7 separate regions of the Mus musculus genome follow, and regions 1, 2, 4, 5, 6 and 7 are each linked to region 3. Evidence: chromatin contacts called from public Hi-C and promoter capture Hi-C data. All regions are on one chromosome and are shown on one strand. Each heading gives the region's core, a stretch centred on a gene start, on an enhancer-like site or on the middle of the called end of the contact. The rest is flanking DNA. Distances are from core to core; before and after follow the strand shown.

Region 1 (2,700 bases), core at 4-2,503, 1.3 Mb before region 3:
GGTCCTAAGTTCAATTCCCAGCAACCACATGGTGGCCCACAACCATTCATAATGAGATCTAACGCCCTCTTCTGGTGTGTCTGAAGACAGCTACTGTGTGTACTTACATATAATAAATAAATCTTAAAAAAAAATCAAAACCACCTCCAATTAGTCACTGATCGTCCTCAATAAATCACAGTGCTCTCAAATGTAAAGATTTTAACAGTACTGTAAACTCAAGTATCCCCTTACTTTTATGTTCTACAGAAGGTGATTAACTGATAAGAACTTTTTAGACTATGGAATGGTTCAAATGTTGCAGGTCCAGAGCCTAACCATGGATTATTATGGGCTTTAATTAGCCCACTTAATAGTCACTCATTGTTCACCTATATGCCTGACCTAACTATGCCTATCACATGGAACCTACACAATATATTAACTTAGCCCACAACCTTCTACCAATCCAAAAGTTTATTTTGTGAGCACCTGAGCCCTCTGCGAGAGGTTTTCCTACACGTTGCTGTAACTCATCTCCCTGATGGACCTACATATATTTAAGGTGTTTTGTGACATTTTTTTGGCTGTTACAATAAAAACTTTTGGAACCGTGGAACCGAGAATTTGAAGTAACCCAAATCCGTATTCTCAGAACACCACGGACATTTAGATTCGATTCCAAAATAAACTCTGACCTGCTCTGGGGCAGAGCGCTGTTTTTTAGGCTAACAGTACCTACAAGTCGTTGTGGCAGTAGTGGAGAGTGAGATTGCAAACAGGGTCTGACTTAGAATAAGATTCTCAGAAATGGTACTTGGGGACTCCCTTTCATCCATTCCTTGATCATGACACAAAGGCTTTCACCTGAAACATGGCTCAGCTATCAGCTTATTTACTTCCGGCTCTCATTACTCTTAGAGGCGAAACAGTTCCTATCTGTCCCTGCGCTTCTCACTCGGGTCCCTTTCCAAGCCGACCCTGGCCAGAGATCAAGAGAACTTTTTCCCGCGGAAATGGAGGCGGTTCCGGAAGAGGGGCGGGCGCGATGGATTCTGGGGATTGTAGTCAAAAGCGCGCGGAGGTCCGCGCCGCTCAGGTGACAACACTCCAGCTGGGAGCACCGAGAGGAGAAAGGCAACACTTACCGAGACTCGGGATCCCGCGCCGGAGCTCCAGACACAAGAGAGGGAGAGCAGAGAGCAAGAAAAGGCCCACGACGCCACGAGAAGCCATGGCGCGGAGGGCTCGCTGGGCGCAGTGCCCGCCCCTTCCGGCCGTGCCTTCCGCGAGCTCGCCCCGGAGGCCTCGGGCTGGGAGGAATGGAGGGAGGATGCTGTGCCCTGAGGCTGGGGCGCGGGCCCGGATGCGATTGCTCAGACGGCGCGGGTCATCTCCTTCGGCTGGGACGGTCCCTGTCCTGTGGATCTGAGGCTGGTCACGATGACAGTGGCTTATCAGACTGTGCAGGTCTAAAAGATGGTGCTCAGAAGACTGAAATGACTTAAAAGGGGCGGTTGACGCTGCGAGGCCCGGTGGCCTTGTGTCCCTTGGGGGTAACAGGGCGTTTGGTTCTTAGCTAACTAGTTACTAAGCATCTTCTCTTCCTAACAGGTCCTGCGGGAAGCTTAAAAGTGGGGTCTGCTCCCTAGTGCCTGTTCCTGCCCCACACCCGCGTGGAGAGTTCCCTAGACCTGCCCCCCACTCACTGTTCTCCCTGTCAATGCCTACACGTGTTACAGTTATGACTTAACGTTGGCCTCACAGTGACTTCCCTGCCACTCCATGACTCAGCTCTGGTAACTTAGAGTTCAGGAATGGAGGGCCTTCCCACTGACAAGATTCCCAACTTGGCAAGTCCTCAACCATCAATACCCCCAGTCGCTCTTCAGTTTAGCTTAAGTTCCAAGTATGTGTAAGTTACTGAATTTGTCCTAAACAAACTCAGCCCTGGGATACATGTCCTGTACAGAGACTATCTGATGTCTGGTGCCATGATAGGAATGTCTGTATAGAGTGCTACAGAACCACGTTCTGCAGTGTGGAGAAGAATTTCCTGAGGAGATAGTGACTAAAGTGTGAAGGTTTGGAGTTTGGACTTCGGACACTTTTAACCACAGCACTAGGGAGGCAGTGGCAGATGGATCTCTGAGTTCAAGGCCAGCCTGGTCTACAGAGTGAGTTCCAGGACTGCACAGAGAAACCCTGATTGAAAAAAACAAAAGAAAAAAAAAGTATACAGAGGAGCGTCCAAGACCTTGGAACAGTGAGCCCTAAATGGGTGAATATGAAACCCTCCCCTTAGGGAACCCCAAAGGAGCAGAGGCAGAAAGAGTAAGAGCAAAAGGGATGAAGGGCACGGAGAAAACAAGGCCCTCCAAAGCAAAAAAGATCGATAAATATGTGAACTCAGTGAACTGAGGCAGCATGCACAGAGCCTGTGTGGATCTTCACCGATAAGCTCCTAGAGCCCAAAGAAGTAGACAGCTATCCCCATCCTTAATCCAGCCACTATCTCCAACTGATAACCACTTGAAAAAGTAAATTCTCTCTCCAGGGAAGGCTCACTTGAAAAACATTTGCGATGGTAGACTGAATGGCCAGCAGTGGATGGCCAATACAACCTTAGAGGTTCCTGCTCTTGAAATGTCATGTCAGAGTCCTGCCTTTTTTTTTTTTTTAACCTCCTTTTACCCTAAAGTTCCTTTGTGTATATATTAT
Region 2 (2,952 bases), core at 282-2,781, 1.2 Mb after region 3:
CCTGAAACAAAGGCGCGATTGCAAGGTGGTCAGAACAACAGGTAGTCATAACAAGGTAGCCATAACAATCCTTTTGAAACAAGGTAGGGCTGCAGTTACAGGATGCTTATTAACATTTTGAAACAAAGGCATGATTGCCATTACCAGAACATGCAGTACAGAATTGTTCGTAGTTAAGGTTACAGGCAGAGCATAGCCCGATCCTTGAGAAACAGAGATTTAATCATAAACAAGAAGAACCTAGTTTGTATTTTATAAGATGCCTTTGAAGCCTAAAATGAACACAGTCTGGTTCTTCAATTATCTCCAGGGTTATTTCTTAAATGTGTATAAGGCCCTGGGGTAGGATCTGGGGATGCAGAAGTGATACATCACCCTACTTCTGTCTTACAATTTAGAAAGAGGAGATGTAACTAATACATAAACATAACACAATTATGACATGATGATGTTGGGACCCCCTGTGGGGACAGTGGGAAGGAAGGACATAAGCCTCCCGAGAGAAATGAGATCATTTTGAGGAATTACTAAATCAGAAAAGGATGCTGTTAAGGAAAGAACGTTCTAGAGTAATTTCAGACTCACTTATGTTCAACAGTAGCAGAGACAATGGATAATGACTAGGAAAGATATCATCAGGATGAAAGTTCATTCAGGAATTACATGCTATAAATAAAATATTCCTTCCATCAAAAAAGAGCAAGGGATTGCCATCTGTCTGAAATTGTCTAACTATGTTAAGTAAAGTTTCTAAGGCTCATTTGACTCCTAAAATGTTATTTCTACAAAAACACAATTACTTCAAAATCAGCTATACGCATGACTAAATGCAGACAATTGGTGCTTATGAAACAGTGACTCATACCCCCACAGTGTCTCCTAAAAGCTGACTGCTCGCCAAAGCTGTGTCGTTATATATAGACGCACCAGTGCTTACAAAACCCATTGTTTTCAAGCCATTGCTGGAGCACAGCTAATTTCCAGAACAGAAACATATTAACTTTGCTACCAACAGATGGCAGTAATGGCTATATAGCAATGTTCCAGCTGGAGAACAGATTGGCAAGGAGTTAGCTCTGTCTTCTTGCTCCTGTACATGTAGAACCAAGGGACTTTATTGGCATCATTTGCTCCATTGTCTTTGTTTGGTTGTTCGGTTAGTTTTGTCTTTTCAAGACAGGGTCTCACTAAGAGCTCTGGCTATCCTGGAATTCACTCTGTAGTCCAGGCTGGCCTCTGATGCACACAGATCTGCCTGCCTCTGTCTTCCTAGTGCTGGGATGAAAGGCATGTGCCACTATGCCTGGCTTAGTAGTTGTCTATTTTTAAAGACGTCCACATATGTAGTCTTGGAGACAAACACAATTTCTGAAAGGATTCATGTGACAGTTAACCCTGTCAATTGGACTAAGTTAGAGATACCTAGAGGATTAGCAACCTAGTGTGTCTGTGAGGGTATCTCTAGAGAGGCCTGATACATGAGAGAGAGACGTGTGTGACATGGCACCATCCAATAGGCAAGGGCCAAGATGAGGTGAAGGTGAACACAGGAAATGACTTAGCTCTTTCAAGTTTCACTCTTCCTGATAGATATCCTCCATCTGATCTTATCTCTGGGAGACATCACTTCTTACAAGATCTGGTTTGTGGGTACATCACAGTTTACTTCTTCATGACTCAAGAGTCCCAGCATGACTGTCATAAAAGAACCAGACAATGTTTTCATGTTCTCCCTACCCTGCAAGTCTCACATCATCATTTGCAAAGAAATGCACGGATTCAAAAGGAGGGCATATATGAGACACTTCTTAATGGATGGTCCAGAGATTCACAGACATGTTTGTAGAGACACCACAAAGGCCTATGTATGGTGTGTGTGTGTGTGTGTGTGTGTGTGTGTGTGTGTGTGTGTGTGTGTGTGTAAAGATAAAGACATAGTGTATATGTGCCGTTGAACTCTCATCTTTTCCTCTATCCTCTAGCCTAAATATGAAATCATCAATGATGCTGGACCAAAGGGAGTCCAGGTATCACCGAGATGCCAAACAGAAGGGTACCTCCACATTCATGGTGGAGCACATCATCGACTCTTCACCAGCTACCTGCATGTTAAGGAAGATATTATCTGGAGTGCTCTACATATGGCAAACACCAATGTGTGCTGATTATCGAGATCAGCTGGACAAGCAGTGAGAACCCTGCTCATTAGGCCACAAGAGTAATCCCGAGGGGGTAAGAAAAAAAACCTCACCAGCCCCCTGAAAGTATAGGCTATTATTAATTCATCTTTACCTTGTAGGATGAAATTCTGTGTCTGACTTGCTATGTGCAATCAGAGAAACCCTAAAACAGTGAGTAAATTCTCGAGGCCTGAGACCACATGGCACCTAGTGCGGTGTGCCCTGAAGGAGGTGGACCTGGGAGCCAAGTTCCCATGCTCATCTTGTTAGATTCTGACGTTATTATATTGTTACAGAATGTAGTGACATTATTATATTATTACATTCTTTGATCAAAATGTTCACACTTCTCAAGGCTGAACACTATAATCAAAGCTGAAAAAATGACCCAAAGCAGCTTTTAGAGTCTATTGATGAGTTTGATCGGGGCAGGCCATATTCCAAGGGCTGCTTAACATAGGTATGAAGTCAAGGACAGGAAAGGTATGGGGAGTCCACTTGAAGCATACAAAGAAACGGGAGTGAGCCGTTCCAACTAGGATCCATGCTATTACTGTCTGAACTCTGCATGCTGACAGTTTTCAGAGAGCAGAAGCCCTGAATTTTACAAAGTGCCTATGAAATTCTTATTATTTTTTTAAAACCTTCTCCCTTCTCTCCTGTTGACTACTTGGGATTTTCCTGCATGTTACACATTGTTTCCCAAATCAAGGATTCCAGCAGAGTTATGATGTCACTCTTCATCACTCACCAGGCTAAGAAACAATCCAAA
Region 3 (2,905 bases), core at 69-2,568:
CACAATGGACCTCAAAGCTGCGCCCTCGCTCTCGCTCTCTCTCTCGCTCTCTGTCTCTCTCTGCCCCTTATCATAAGGCACACAATACCCTTATCACTACTGTCTCCGACTGGCCCGCTGTAGTCTCTCCAAACAGACAGTCGACTTCATAGAAAACGTGACGTTTCACAAACCCCATTGTCTTGCGTTGTGTATCTTAAGAATATGAGAGATTCTTAAAACACTTGTTGAGTTACCGTACACTTCTTTTGGCCCGGGACTGTCTGTCCTCCGGGGACAAAACCGTGCCGAAAACAAAAACAAAAACAAAACTGTCTCACGAACGACAAAGCTGTCCCTAAAGCGACTCAAATGCAACTTGTCCCAGGCAGGCACACTCTGAACTGAAAAAGTTTTAAGCATGCCCACATCCAGGGTTGACCGCTACACAGAGTTTGCATAAGTTGAAGTACCACGGTTGCAAACACTGAGGGGTGAATTCACACCTCGTCCCCGCTTCCAAGTCCCCACCACCCATGCACTAAAAACTTCAGCTCTCGGGGTGAAGTCCTGCTAACAACCTGTAACTTCTTTGTCCTGGGTCCAATCACCCACCCTCCGCTCCGAACCCCGTAAACCACAATTCTCAAGTCCCAGACAGACCTGCTGCGAAGTGCAGGGGAGAAGACTTTCGGCCGGCCATGTCCTTGGCATTCACGTTCGCGGCGTCCACCAACCTCTTCACCCGGGACACGTCCCCATTCCGACAGGCCTCGAGCAGCTCCCGCAGGGCCCCACTCACGGCTGGGACCCCCGGGCCGAGGCCCGCCGCCCCGGCTCCCAAAGTTGCCGTGGAGCCAACTCCGGCCGCCTCGGGACTCTCCGCTAAGCTCGAGCCAGGGGAGGACGGGGAGGAAGACGAAGACGAAGTCGGGGAAGAAGCGGACGACGCGGAGTTGTTCCCGCCGCCGCCGCCGCCGCCGGCTGGGGTGGGAGCGACCCCGACGGCGGCGGAAGCTGCCGGGACCGCGGCCGGAGCAGCCACGGTGCAGACGGCGCCGTCCACCGGGTCGGGAGATCGCGGCCTGTCGGGCGGGTCCCGGCTGCCATCCCCCTCCGGCAGCGCCAGGCCGTGCCGCGGGGAGGCGAAGGGCGCCAGGCCGCCGGCCGTAGGCGAGGCAGGGGTGGGTCCCGGGGCCAAGCCCGGGCTGAGCGGCGGGGGAGGTGGCGGTGGCGGAGCCGAAGCCCCTGGGGCGGGCTGGAGCTGTTGCTGATGATGGTGGTGATGATGCTGAGAGCGACGCGACGCCGCCATCTTCCCACTCCCCCGTACTGTCACTGCGGCAACGGCGCCACCGCCCGCCCTCACTTCCGGATTCTGGACCAATCGGGATCCAACATACCCGGAAATGATTCCTGCCGAAGTGGGTGGAGTCCGAGAGAAGAAGGGAAGTATTGGAAGCTCAGAGAACAACCAGCCTGGGGGCGTGGCTTAGTAGTGGAGCGACGGGCTTTTGTGACGCCCTGGCGGGCTGGCTGGGCAGATTTGAAAGTTGTGGTGAGCCACTACCTGTCTGAGAAACTTCTGCCTTCCTTCACTTTCTGCGGGATTGCTTCGGTCGGCTTCAGTCTTCCCTCGGGTACCCGTCAGTCTGCGGTGTCTCCCTTCAGAAGAAGCTATTAAAGTGTAACTTATGCAAACATCTACCAAACGTCCTCGTCCGAAAATGGAATTAATAGTACCCACCTCACAAAGTTGTTTGCAGGAATGAAGTGAGCTAATGCATACAAACGCTCTGAAGAATAATTATAATTAGCACATTGGGAATATTTTTAAATGCAGTGTTAGATATCTCTCCACCTTACTGTCTCTTTGTACTGTCTCTTACGTCTCATTCTGACACGGGACAGGAGGGAAGGATAAGGGAACTTTATTCTCTAAGAGCATTTGTACTTAATACCGGAGAAAGGAATCCATGCACATACACACTGTCAATAGCTCAGTGTTGGGGTCTGAGAGTCGGATTATTGAATTTATACCCTAATACTGATTAGATCATGGACATAGCTCAGAATTATCTGAACTACATTATCTTTTTCTGTCAGCTTATAAAGGAAAACACACACACACAAACGACAATGAGATCTTTCTCAGGTGCAGGAAGTTCTGCCAGGTGATCAGGTCTGATTTAAGCCATTTTTGACATAACAGTTCATAATGACCTTTAATTTGATGGGCCCTATGTAAAGCTTTGTGGAATTCCTTAAGATTAACAAACCTCAGGACATACAGAACATAACAGGGGATGTGACCAGCATGACCCTTCTCTGAGTCAAACTATTTTTCTATGTCAAAGGCTGGTAGGCATATTACAGCAACAATATGAAATAGCTGGCAAGCATGGAACAAAATGGCCGCAACTATGCTAGTGGGTCAGGAGGACACACCGCTTGGTTTGTCTCTTCAGAGTTAAATCTGACTAAGGATGCTCTGAGAGGCATGCAAGACTCACTGGCATTGGGAGTATGCAAACCTAACTAGACAGAGAATAAGAAGGGACAGGAATGAGCAATGGGGGAGCGGGGTGGGGGAGGGGGAGCACCAGACGAGAATCTCGGAGACTGAGCAGACCACATGACATGAGAGACGTGGCCGTACTCTGGAATGACTGACTTCTTTCTTCTGCTTTGCTAGCGCAGAGACAACAGGTAAAGCAAGTCTCTAAAATGTTAATCCTGTCCTCTCAGATTACAGACACTTTGAAAAGAGCAGTTCAAAAATCTGTCCTGTCTCTGCTCCTTGGCGTTCGTGGCAATCGGCTGCACAAACTCTCATAGTCTGGTGAGAGTTTTCCCTGTAAGTTTTCTCACTCTGTGTATTAGTCTGGGTTCTCTAGAGTCACAGAACTTATGGAATGTCTCTATA
Region 4 (2,763 bases), core at 232-2,731, 1.4 Mb before region 3:
GCAGTGCCTGTAATCCCAGAATTTGGAAAGTGGAGACAGGAGGATTAGGAGTTCAAGGTCATCCTCAACTCCAGAGCAGGGAGCCAGCCTGGAATAAAAGAAACCTTGTCTTAAAATAAACAAGGTCTGCAGAGATGGCTGGGGGGCAGCGTACTTTGCCTACAAGCCTGAGTGTGATGCCCAGAGCCCACCTAAAACTGGAGATCATCTACTTCACAAAGTCCATGTACTCACACAACTGACAAGATTTTGTGCTTACTTATTTCAACTAATGACAAATCTGCAGCTAGAGGCAGTTTGGGGATTGCTTCAAGCTGAGAAATTGACAAAACCAACTCAGGAACCATGACGCTGTTGAGCACTTGCGAACAGCAGAAGCAGCCGTACATGTTTCAGACCCAGGAAATAGGGTCTGTGAGCACAGCTTTAAAGGTCTCGGTATCTAGCCCCTGTTATATAAAGATCACTAATTACAGCCAAGGCATCATAGTAGTCACAACAAAGAATGATAAGATGGAATGGCCACAGAAAAATTTAAAAATCATTTCATGGTTTAAAGAGATTAGCTGAGGTTAGGATAAACACAGCTTGGTGGTAGTGGTGCACACCTTTAACCCCAGCAGTTGGGAGGCAGAGGCAAGTGGATCTCTGAGTTCGAAGTCAGCCTGGTCAACAGAATGAGTTCCAGGACAGCCAAGGCTACACTGAGAAACCCTGTGTTGAAAAAAACCAAGAGAAGAAGAAAGAAGAAAGAAGGAAGAGGAGGGGAAGGAGAGGGGGAGGGGGGGGGGGAGGAGGAGGAGGAGGAGGAGGAGGAGGAGGAGGAGGAGGAGGAGGAGGAGAAGAAGAAGAAGAAGAAGAAGAAGAAGAAGAAGAAGAAGAAGAAGAAGAAGAAGAAGAAGAAGAAGAAGAAGAAGAAGAAGAAGAAGAAGAAGAAGAAGAAGAAGAAGAAGAAGAAAGAAAGAAAGAATGAAGAATGTGTGCTACTCTTACAGATGCCCTAAATTTGGTTTCTAGCACCATATACCACCAACTCCAGCTCCTGGAGAGCCAATACTCTCTTCTGTCCTCCCAAGGCACCTGTACACACGTGACATAAACGTAAATACATCCTTTGTTAAAAGTTATCTTTCTGATATAGACAGAAAGGGTCTGAGATTCAAGGCTACGCAATGAATTACTGCTAAGAGTAGAAATTTACTCAATAAATATTTAGTGCATGCTCTAGGGTAGTGAAAGGTTGAGGGAAAAGCCCAACAGTCTCAATGCCCTGTGCGGAGAGAGGTCCAAGGCGAGAACCGGATTCCCCAAGGGCAGAGTGGGCAGGAGGACCGGGGGAAGGATGCAAGGGGACCGTTTCTCCGCCGGGCCGCGCGAGGGCGCTGCTCCCCTCCTCGTGCGCCGGGCCCGGCGGCGCCGCCCACTCGCCTTTTCCCGGCGGAAATGCCGGGGCGATGACGGAAACCCGGAGGGAGGGAAGAGAAAGAGCGAGAGGGCCGTGGCCAGAGCGCGGAGAGGCCTGCGGGTGGCAGCGGGCGGGCGGGCGCCGTCGGGCCGGAGCCGAGCCGAGCTGCGCCGCGCTCTGCGCTCCGAGCCGTAAGCCCTTCGCCGCGCCCCAGGCGCGTGGCCGGGGCCGGGCGGGGCGGGCGCTCCCGGAGGCCGGGGCCCGCGGCTGCCCGCTGGGCTTGGGCGGGGCGCGGGCTGCGCGCTCCGCGGCTCGGTGGTCCCGCCGGGGGCCGGCGGCGGGGGAGGCGGCGGGGACGCGCGGCTCGCCGCCATGGACGACAAGGCGTTCACCAAGGAGCTGGACCAGTGGGTGGAGCAGCTGAACGAGTGTAAGCAGCTGAACGAGAACCAAGTGCGGACGCTGTGCGAGAAGGTAGGCGGCCCGCCGCGGAGGCGCGCGCAGGGGTCGGGGGGGGAAACGGGCCCTGGCCCCCGGCTGGAGTAGGGGACGGGGTGCGGGACCCCACCCCACGCCCCGAAAACCAGGCTGCTGCAGTCCCCGGGCTCCACGGACAACTGCCCTGAAAGTCGTTAACACCGAGCGGTGGTTAGTGTGGCGTCGATCGCTCGCAGGTGATCCACGGAGTGCAAGGAGCTTTTGTTTGCACACTAGTGGGCGTGATGGCAGGCCGAGCCTTCTCCCAGCCTGGGTTTGGCGGAGGCAGATGACTGAAGGCTGGTCTGGGCGGCCGAGTGGCTATGGAGAGGGACGTCTTTTTCAGGAAGAAGACAGCAGGTGCTGAATTTGGAAACGGTGCTTACTGGCAACGTTAACTGGGATAGGTGCTATTTAGAACCGGCCACGTTACAGAAAGTTACTTCCTTTTTTTTTTTTTTAACCCTGTGTATCCCTCCCGACCCCACGCTATAGCTTGCAGGTAATGGATTAGGTAATCCCTTTTTGATCGTGTCTTCTCAGCTTTCAGACATGTGTGTGTATCTATTGGTTTATTAACCGCTAGGTTTTTGGGTTTTTTTTTTTTTTTTTTTTTTTTGCTTATATCATCTTATTTAGAGTCTTTTTTTTTTTCATTCCTCTTTTTTATTGTGGGCTAACTCGCTTCCCCATGTTCAAGAGCCCTGCGAGAGAGTAACGGAGCTAAGTATTCAAGTCAGAGTCTACATTTTTTTCCCCAGAAGTTAGGATCCTACCAAAGGATTTTGTTTATCCGTCTGATAACAGGCACTCCTTACTTGGGGTGGGGAGTGATAGATGGCTCTTGGTGCGCTTTTCAAGTTGACCAGGGCCTTTGTGGG
Region 5 (2,700 bases), core at 100-2,599, 1.2 Mb before region 3:
AGCAGCAGGAGCGGAGAAGAGTGAACAAGAAGAATGAGTAATCGGTGGGCGGGTGGGAAGGGCCAGGGGACTGGTGAGCAGGCTTTGAAATGTATAAGTGCTTGTAGGGACTGAGGGAGTCTGGAGGCTGCCGGGCTTGCACCTTGTGCTGACATGTTAATTGGAGAGCCATAAGTCACTTTTGCTGGAGGAAAGGGAAATGAGTCATTTTCCTAGACAGAAACTAGAGCTTCACAAGTTCCGGAGGAATGCCGCCGTCTTTTGTCAGTTGTTAGAACTCCTCGTATAGTCCAGATTAAGTTAACTAGTGGATCTTCGGACTGTCATTTGAAGTTTGAAGAATTGGACTCTCCTTTGGACCTGACAAAAATTTAGTTATACAAAGTTAGTTTCTGCATCATCACTAGTATCCTATGTTGGGGGGGGGGCGGGACATACAAAACTAAGACCCAAAGTAATTAGTACTAATAAACTACAGCTATGGGATATTTAAATACTGGATTAGGCTGTACAAACAAGGATAGTTGTAGGGTGCAGGATGGGCCAATTATTATTATTTGTTGTTGTTGCCAAATATCGCACCCACATCTTATATTGTCCCCCAAAAAATCAAAGACAGGTCACAGGTATGAAAAGAGCCGGTGTTCGAAGCGCAGAAGCTGAGCTGTAAGTTTTGAGGTTGAAGTCCAGAAGTTGAATTCTATGTTGAGTTTGCCTTTGCTAGACTGTCCCTCCCACCCCCAAGCCCCCCGCCACTTGTTAAAGGTGGTTCTGGTGAGTGGTATTTGAAATAAAATAAAAAAGCTTGGCATGGAGCAGCACTTGGTAGGCCGAGGCAGAACGATCTCTGCAACTTTAATTCAAGTTCCAGGCCAATCAGGGCAACACAGGAAGACCTTGTCTCAAATAACCAAAACCACCCACCCTCCAAAAAATATGACAGATTTATTGGTAATGTTGCCGGTTGGGTTAGACTCCAGAGCCGGCTGAAGGAGCTGCTCCGACTTTGTGCCAAGAAAAGCGGCTTTCCGTTCTTCCCTAGAGCAGAGCTGGTAGAGTAAACGTGGCTACCGGCAGCCTTTGAGCGCGCTCCGGTCGTCATGGAAACTCGGGGCGGAGCACGCCGTGACGCAGGCGCCTTTTCGGAGCGGCGTCGCGGTGGTTGCTGGGAGCGAGCGTCCTAGCCGCCGCACCAGGAAGTGGAGGGCGGGGCCGGGGCTGTGTCGCCAACGCCACCACCACGGCCGCCTCGGGTTCGACCCCCTTGGCAGGTCCGTGTTGGGCGTGCGCGCCGCGACGGCGGCGGGGGGCGGGAAGCGGGCCCGCGGTGGGCGGGTGTGTGCGTGCGTGAGTGCGTGCGTGCGTGCGGCCGAGGCGGAGGCTGGGAGGCGGCGCGGGCTGCGGGCGCTGAGGTAGGGACTGCGGCGGCGGGCGAAGGGGGACGAGTCCCGCGTGGGACTCGGCTGCCCCGAAGCGGGACGCGTCTTCCGAGGGGACGCGCGCGTGGACGCCACGCCGCCGAGCCGTTCTCCAAAGCCGAGCCCCCGAGAGGAGGGGCTCGCCCCAGCCAGCATTGTCTTTTAGGCCGGACGTCCATACAGCAAACTTTCGGGTTGGAAAGCGGGAAGGATTCCGGGTGGGCGAGCGGATGGTGCCGACCGCTTCTTGGCCACAACCACAGCAGCCGAGCTCATCCCTGTGTGGAGTTGGGGGGACCACCATGGCGTCCCCTCCCGACTGGCTTTTCTAATGCTGCTTTAAACTTTTTGAGGTTGTGAGTTTTCGGAGGAGTCGAGAGGTATTTTCCCGATCGAACTCTGCGCTCCGTTTTCCTGATGTGCTCCGGTACTCGGGGGCGAGCCGTGAAGCGAGAGACAGAGTAGACAGACAGGCTGCTGGAAGATTGCAGATTCTGGGGTAGGAAAGAACTGGACAGTGGAGCCTGAAGATTTGAAATGTTAGTTTTCCGGTAGCTATCCACCGTGAAACGTACCAGCTCTCGGTCGTAACATCCTGTTCGGGGCTTTTGATTGACCAGATTAATGTAAAGTAGACGTGGATATAGTTTCTTTACCACCCAGGTTAGCCCTAAGATGTGCACTGCAGTACAGATGTTGGTTGCAAAAGGAGGAAAAGTTAGTTGGAACTCCGGAGAGTAAACCGCTTGCTCTGGGTGCCTTTGTTGGTATCATCATATAGAGAGGTCTCTCTTATTTCAGAAAGCTTTGCTAGGGTTCCAGGGCTGGGACACATGACTTCTTACTTAGTTGTGCCACTTCTATTCAGGTTTTATGTGTTAAAATTAGCCATAGCACTAATGCTTAGTCTTTCAGACTTGTGGGCATTATGTAGTTAGGTTTTTCTAAGTTGTACAGGTTTGATCTGTCCTAAAGTCTTTATTTGACGTCCAGATTAGTCATCTGACCTTATGAAGTAAAATGTTCCTGTTTTAGGAGTTGCAAACTGCCTGTTTCCTCAGTCTTCTCACGTTGTGAATTTTTTCTTATTTTCATGCTTTCCCTACTCATACCTCTCTCACTTGCATATTAAGTTAATGTTAATTTCTTACCTAATACAACCAAAATAACAATTACTCTTGAAAAAAAATCTTTCATAAATACTTCCTCACTTTTAGAGTTGAGCCAAGTATGTACAACACTGATAGTGCCCCATTCCCCAGACCTAGGAGGAAACTACATT
Region 6 (2,977 bases), core at 476-2,975, 1.3 Mb after region 3:
GAAGGGCCACCAGATGTCTGTACTGACAGGACTCCTAAAAGAGGTGGCCATTCGAAGATGTCTCTACGTGCTTTTCTAGATAAGGTCCCCTCCCCAGTCAGTAGAGAACAACCACATTCCAGGATCTAAAGAGGAACTCTCGGGTTTACTAAGTTTACATGGCCCTCTTCCCCCTACCCCCCAGCTTAAAAACCAACTTAAGCTCTAAGCAGGAGACGGGACCAAGCTGCTGTTTCTTGGATATGAAAATATAAACAAAAGACCTACAAAGCTTCCCCTCACAGGTCTACTGTGAGCAAGGCAAACTCCTCACACAGGCTACTTCTCTACCAACACCAGGGGTACAAGGGAGCAGCACAGAGGGCGGAGGAAGCAGGATATGAGACAGGCAGGTGGAGGAGGTTCCAGGAGCAAGAGATCCTGCAGGTAAGAAGAGGTGACCACCTCGGGGGCAGCCGGCCACCAACTCGGAGTTGGGCCGTCGCTGGGCCTCCCGATGCCGGTGCCCGCGCCGGGCTCCCGCCACGCCCACTGAACGTCACCCGTTACACAACGCCCCCCCACCCAGCTTATGCAATTCTGCCCTCCCGCGGCTTCTAATTGCCCCGGTGACTTTAGTGCACGACCAAGGTAGACACGGTATCCCCCGAGCTCCCGCCAAGCCCGGGGATGCTCGCCCCCACCCCGGCTGGGGCTCCCGGCCAGAGTACTGAGGGAAGCCTGCGGCCCCCACCCACCCCGCGCCCAAGCTCCGCGGCCCCAGGTCCCCGCTGGGCGCGCGCACGAGGGAACCTCGCATCCGCGCCCCTCCCCGCGCCGCGTCACTTGCAGCTCCCAGGCGATCCCCACCGTGACCGAAGCACCCCGGGGCGCCGCCCCCTCCCACACTCGTGATCCCCGCTCGCCCGGCCCCACACCGCAGCCCCGCATCACCTGCTCGCAGGGCGTCGCAGGCGGCGGCCAGGGCCTCCCGGTAGCGCCCTTCGTGCAGCAGTTCCCCGAGGCGGCCGGCCGCCCGCGCGCGCTCGCGCTGGCCCGGGAACCACTTCTCCGCCAGGTGGTTGAGCACGACGCTGGTTCGGAAGTCGGCGATGGCGGCGGCCAGGGGCGGCGGCCGCGGGGTCCCCTCCGAGGCGGCGGCGGCGGGTGGCAGGCGGTCCCGGCACAGGCGGCAGCGGGCGCGCAGCTCCCTCCGTAGGCAACGGCGGCAGTAGCTGTGGCCGCACGGCACGGTCACCGGCTCGCTTAGGAAGCCCCGGCAGCTCAGGCAGCTGAGCAGCCCGGCCGCGCCCGCCGCGGGTGCCGCGCTCCAGCGCAGCCCGTGGCGGAGCCGGTAGCTGAACACCAGGCAGTCCACTAGCGACCCGAGGCGCTCGGGCCTGGCCGGGGCCCCGCGGCGCAGCGCAGCCGCGAACGCCTCCAGCGCTCCCTTCAGGTGGCCGCCCAGCGCCAGCAGCTCTCCGCGGCGGAGCAGAAGCTCCCAGCGCCCCGACTCCGCGCCCGCGCGCTCCAACCGCTCGCCGCCGCCGCCCACTTCCCACGGCCCGTTCCGGCTCCGCGGTCCGCCGGACGCCTCCCGATTCCCGCCCGGGGACGCCCTCGCCACGGCCGGAGAAGACATGGCCCGCACAGGGCTGCTCTGCCGCCGCCGCCCGCCGCCACGGTCCGGGAACCTCCGGGGCGCGCGGCTCCGCACGCGGCCGGCGAGCAGGGGGGCGTGGCGCGCGGACATGGCGGGGCGGCGCGCGCCCGGGGAGCCCCTGGGGGCGGGGCCTACAGAGGAGGGGCGAGGCTTAGCGAGGCGGAGCGGGGCGGGCCTTGGCTTCTGCGCCCGGCCTCCCGACATGCGGCCGGCCTCCTAGTTCACCAGAGCTGGCCGGCTGGTCCCGCCCTTTCTGAGCCCCTCCTGGAGAGGGACGTGAGATCAGATGATCCCCAGCGGGGATCTAATTGGCTTCTCTGACGAGGAGGGCTTGGCTCGTGACTGAACAAAGCCCGAAGTCTCCTGGGCGGCCTTCGAGCTGACACCTCTTGTAACCGAGGTCCATCCCCAGGCCTATAACTTGGGCGCTGTGCAGTTCGTATGTGCACCAGCAGTGCTGTGACCCCAAACCTGCAGCACCTGAGTAGGTACTCCGACTCCTCCTGGCCATAGAAAGGAAACTTTGGGTGGGTCTAGATGCCCTGGGTTACGGCCGGCCAGAACAGGCAAAGGGATTGTGAATGCACGGTGTGATTACTTTGAGACTTAAAACTGAAATCTGCCAACTTTATACACACACACATTCCACGTCCAGAGACCACTTCCTTTGGTTAGTGCTGACTTGTGATAAAGTTTATTAAGAGTTCAAACGAAGAAATGAACTGTCCAAAAGAAGCCCGATACTTTGTGAGTGACCTTTAAATTTTAATTTAAAAAGTGCAATACACCAACCCCCCCCATTAAACTATTAAATAAACAAAGCACACCTTAGAGAGTGAAAGTCTCCAGGTTCCTCAGATGGGCTCCACAACCTTCATACACACGAACCCACAGTTGCTTAAAGGTTTTTAAATGAGAATATAGAAGAAAAACATTTTCCCTGTGGCAGAAACCAGATCACTACAATGCAAGCATTCCGCAGCTTTGTCGACTGAAGACAGTTTGGCTCGTATGTAATGGATTCTAGTTCCTTTAAATGTGACAGCATCCAGTTTAATATTCTCAATGGAAATATTTATAGGTTTGATTACAGAGTACTGGGTGGAAAATGTAGGAAGAGATTTAAGGCTTTTGGTTCTTTTTCAAATACTTGGTAACAGGAAAGGAAATATATTTGTCTGAAATCATACAGTCAGTATTACAAAGAGATTTTAAGATCTTCTCACGGTGATAATATCGTATATAATGTTTAATCAACAGTTATCTTTCTTCAATTTTTTTTACACGAGGTCTGCAAACACACGAGATCCTGCTTACACAGAACAGGTGACAAAG
Region 7 (2,700 bases), core at 201-2,700, 1.6 Mb before region 3:
GTGAGGACCTATTGGGAATTGTACCTCCCAACACCCACTGGCCCTCACCCGTCTTTCTTTCATTTTCACTTTGTCAATACTGCACTTGGCATTTTGTGTATCTCTTTCCGCTAAATTGTGAGCTCAAAAATGGGTAAATTTTCTGTTTCATTCATTTTGTTATCTCAGCAGCGCTCAACAATTATATGCTGAATTAGCAGAGCTGGGATGCCATTCAATTGAAGAGCGCTGTATCAAGCAGGTGAGTGGTCCCAGTCTGGGGTTCCATCCTCAAAGCAAGAGGAGACACAGGGGACAACTAGTATACAACGACATCGAGTACCAAACTGCCCTATACGCCGCAGGCTTTGCATACAATCTCTAATAAAAGATCAAGAGGGCATGACAGGGTAGGCCGTACTCTCTTGAGTTCGAGGACAGCCTGGGCTAAAAGTGTGAGGGGCTACAGAAGAGAAGCCGGGTCTCAATAAAACCAAAGGGAAAAATAAGGCTGAAATTTGTTATTTGGGGACTCTGGATTAGCATCCTAAAGAGTTTTTTGCTCTCCAGGTTTTTACATATCAGGTCTATGGGAGAACGAGTCATATTCAACAAGACCAAATGCTCATTAGTACAATGACTTAACCTTAAGAGGTCCAAAACAATTTGCTCAGTAGTGGAAAGTCGGTTGCCTCCCCGGACTCAGTTACCTCTGCCTCCGAAGCGCTATAAACAGCAGCTGGGGCGGAAGAGGCGGGAAAGCCCACTGACGGGACCAGAGGAGGCCTGTGGCTCCGAGGCCCCTTTCCAGGGGATCTGAAGGAGAAAGGAGGCAAGGCTCCCTTTCCAAGAATCTCCCCAACACAACCCCAAGAGAAAGCCTCGTGGGAGAGAGAAACAAGCGTCCGAGATGCGTAGATATAGCCCAGGGTACGCAAAGGGGAGAGGCAAAAGCGGGGAAGGCACGTTACCCTGAGAAGAGCCAGATCTAAGGGTCTTCTCCTCCAGCAGGATGATTTATGGAGGACTGAGAACCAAAGCCCAGGACCCAGGCATCGAGAGAGGCCTCACATTTACTAACTTTATACCAACGGGCGCCTCGGTGCACTTCTGGTCTGGCGACTGCCCTTCCCTGCACTCCGCCCGCGGCCCCGCCCAACCTCTCCCAGCCGCGCCGCCCTCCCACCCACCGCAGCCACCCCGCGCAGCACGCATGCTCAGAGCTGACGGCCGCTGGGCACGCTGGGAAATGTAGTCTCAACGCAGGTGCGGGTGAGTCGCGGGAAATCACAACCCTCCCGCCACCTCTCCTGCCGGCTCTCTCGCACGCCGGGTCCCCGCGCGCTGTCTGCCGTCAGGGCGCGCCCGGAGGCAGAGCCCGAGTCCCCCGTCTTTCCGCTAGCGCGGCTGGGGAGGCGGGGTCCCAAGCCCGGCCCCTCAGGCAGCTCCCCGCCTCCCTCCCGCCCTCCCCGCGGCGTCGGGCCGGTGCCCGAATCCAGGCAGCGGCCGCAGGAGGCGCGGCGGCGGCGGTGGGCGCCGCAGGCGATGCCCCTGCCCCGCTGCTCCGGCGGGGGGCAGAGCGCGCGGCGGCGGCGGCGGCGGCGGGGAAGGAGGCGGGGGGCGGCGGCGGAGGGGCCGAGAGCTGGCGGCGGCGGCGGCGGTGGTCGTGAAGGGCATCGGTGACGGAGATGATGTGAGTGTCGGCTGGCTGGGACCCCCGGGGCTGCCGAGCCGGAGCTGGGCGGCTGGCAGCGTACGGGAATCGGAGCGGGAGGCCTGGGGCGGCAGAGGGGATGCTGTGTGCGCGGTGCGGAGCCGGCCGAGGCCGGAGCGCGAGAGCCGGGCCAGAGTAGGGGTTCCGGGCGGCGGCAGCGGGGGCAGTGCGGACCCAGGGGCGTCTGCGATTGTTCTCAACACCCCTCCCCCATCCCACCCCGTGTGTCTGTTTGTCACTTGCAGCTGAAGATGGAAAGAGCCAGGCGAAGGGGAGGCGGCGGCAGCGGCGGCGGCCGTGGCCGCGGAGGCAAGAATGTAGGGGGCCCTGGCCTAAGCAAGAGTAGACTCTATCCCCAGGCCCAGCATTCTCACTACCCCCACTACTCCGCGTCAGCCACCCCTAATCAGTCTGGGGGCACATCCGAAATCCAGGAGCTAGCCTCCAAACGTGTGGACATCCAGAAAAAGAGGTTTTACCTAGACGTGAAGCAGAGCTCCCGGGGCCGCTTCCTAAAGATAGCCGAAGTCTGGATAGGGAGAGGCCGGCAGGACAATATCAGAAAGAGTAAACTGACCCTCTCCCTGTCGGTAGCAGCAGAGCTGAAGGACTGTCTAGGCGACTTCATCGAGCACTATGCCCATCTGGGCCTGAAAGGCCACAGACAGGAGCATGGCCAGAGCAAAGAGCAAGTCTCCAGGAGGCGGCAGAAGCACTCTGCACCCTCCCCACCGGTGTCAGTGGGGTCAGAAGAGCATCCTCACAGTGTCCTCAAAACGGACTATATAGAGAGGGACAATAGGAAATACTACCTGGACCTAAAGGAAAACCAACGAGGTCGCTTCCTAAGGATTAGACAAACCATGATGCGGGGCACTGGCATGATCGGTTACTTTGGCCACAGTTTGGGCCAGGATCAGACTATTGTCCTCCCAGCACAAGGTATGATTGAATTTCGTGATGCCTTGGTTCAGCTGATTGAAGACTACGGCGAAGGAGACATAGAA

The links. Promoter capture Hi-C pulls out the DNA fragments that hold promoters and counts their contacts. Hi-C and Micro-C count contacts between places; a contact is called where the count stands out from the background. Capture Hi-C pulls out chosen DNA fragments and counts their contacts.
Region 1: a promoter capture Hi-C map of liver shows a contact between it and region 3, with 3 times the contacts expected there. The contact joins the promoter of Ubxn8 here to the promoter of Tnks in region 3. A contact is called at or near these places in 1 of 39 promoter capture datasets (pre-B cells), 1 of 484 Hi-C or Micro-C datasets (CD4 T cells) and 1 of 9 other capture datasets (liver).
Region 2: a Hi-C map of the G1E-ER4 cell line shows a contact between it and region 3, with 10 times the contacts expected there. The contact joins the enhancer-like site here to the promoter of Tnks in region 3. A contact is called at or near these places in 1 of 39 promoter capture datasets (pre-B cells), 1 of 484 Hi-C or Micro-C datasets (the G1E-ER4 cell line) and 1 of 115 datasets of contacts at active chromatin or transcription factors (pro-B cells).
Region 4: a contact with region 3 is called in a Hi-C map of muscle stem cells, with 4 times the contacts expected there. The contact joins the promoter of Ppp2cb here to the promoter of Tnks in region 3. A contact is called at or near these places in 2 of 484 Hi-C or Micro-C datasets (CD4 T cells and muscle stem cells).
Region 5: a Hi-C map of B cells shows a contact between it and region 3, with 7 read pairs. The contact joins the promoter of Gtf2e2 here to the promoter of Tnks in region 3. A contact is called at or near these places in 4 of 39 promoter capture datasets (the C10 cell line, the HPC-7 cell line, HPC-7-derived erythroid cells and 2 more), 2 of 484 Hi-C or Micro-C datasets (B cells and regulatory T cells) and 2 of 9 other capture datasets (adipose tissue and liver).
Region 6: a promoter capture Hi-C map of pre-B cells shows a contact between it and region 3, with 2.7 times the contacts expected there. The contact joins the promoter of Lonrf1 here to the promoter of Tnks in region 3. A contact is called at or near these places in 3 of 39 promoter capture datasets (the C10 cell line, the HPC-7 cell line and pre-B cells), 2 of 484 Hi-C or Micro-C datasets (CD8 T cells and embryonic stem cells), 2 of 115 datasets of contacts at active chromatin or transcription factors (astrocytes and extraembryonic endoderm stem cells) and 2 of 9 other capture datasets (adipose tissue and liver).
Region 7: a Hi-C map of muscle stem cells shows a contact between it and region 3, with 4 times the contacts expected there. The contact joins the promoter of Purg here to the promoter of Tnks in region 3. A contact is called at or near these places in 4 of 39 promoter capture datasets (the HPC-7 cell line, fetal liver, hematopoietic stem and progenitor cells and 1 more), 5 of 484 Hi-C or Micro-C datasets (CD4 T cells, erythroblasts, muscle stem cells and 2 more) and 2 of 9 other capture datasets (adipose tissue and liver).

The regions. Positions count from the first base shown.
Region 1 is chr8:33,640,723-33,643,422 of GRCm38.p6, forward strand. It overlaps Ubxn8 (UBX domain protein 8), which reads right to left and starts at 1,254. Exons shown (of 8, transcript NM_178648.2): 1 at 1,128-1,254. The coding sequence starts at 1,215.
Region 2 is chr8:36,192,715-36,195,666 of GRCm38.p6, forward strand. It overlaps Gm35520 (a long non-coding RNA gene), which reads left to right. Exons shown (of 4, transcript XR_870363.2): 3 at 1,983-2,952. Among named protein-coding and RNA genes, the nearest start is that of Gm35520, 5.7 kb to the left of the region's middle. Within about 2 kb of position 1,532, at least 45 of the 459 cell types and tissues checked have an H3K27ac peak or open chromatin away from gene starts, as enhancers often do. A contact at or near this core is called in the G1E-ER4 cell line, where this site is marked.
Region 3 is chr8:34,964,372-34,967,276 of GRCm38.p6, forward strand. Tnks (tankyrase, TRF1-interacting ankyrin-related ADP-ribose polymerase) reads right to left here and starts at 1,319. Exons shown (of 27, transcript NM_175091.3): 1 at 643-1,319. The coding sequence starts at 1,294.
Region 4 is chr8:33,598,140-33,600,902 of GRCm38.p6, forward strand. It overlaps Ppp2cb (protein phosphatase 2 (formerly 2A), catalytic subunit, beta isoform), which reads left to right and starts at 1,482. Exons shown (of 7, transcript NM_017374.3): 1 at 1,482-1,879. The coding sequence starts at 1,778.
Region 5 is chr8:33,730,718-33,733,417 of GRCm38.p6, forward strand. Gtf2e2 (general transcription factor II E, polypeptide 2 (beta subunit)) reads left to right here and starts at 1,350. Exons shown (of 8, transcript NM_026584.3): 1 at 1,350-1,412. It overlaps 1700104B16Rik (a long non-coding RNA gene), which reads right to left and starts at 1,770. Exons shown (of 2, transcript XR_004691281.1): 1 at 1,072-1,770; 2 at 1-360.
Region 6 is chr8:36,247,634-36,250,610 of GRCm38.p6, forward strand. It overlaps Lonrf1 (LON peptidase N-terminal domain and ring finger 1), which reads right to left and starts at 1,726. Exons shown (of 12, transcript NM_001081150.2): 1 at 934-1,726. The coding sequence starts at 1,621. It overlaps Gm35712 (a long non-coding RNA gene), which reads left to right and starts at 273. Exons shown (of 4, transcript XR_870368.3): 1 at 273-426.
Region 7 is chr8:33,384,392-33,387,091 of GRCm38.p6, forward strand. It overlaps Purg (purine-rich element binding protein G), which reads left to right and starts at 1,451. Exons shown (of 2, transcript NM_001382855.1): 1 at 1,451-1,672; 2 at 1,939-2,700. The coding sequence starts at 1,945. It overlaps Wrn (Werner syndrome RecQ like helicase), which reads right to left and starts at 1,136. Exons shown (of 34, transcript NM_011721.4): 1 at 951-1,136.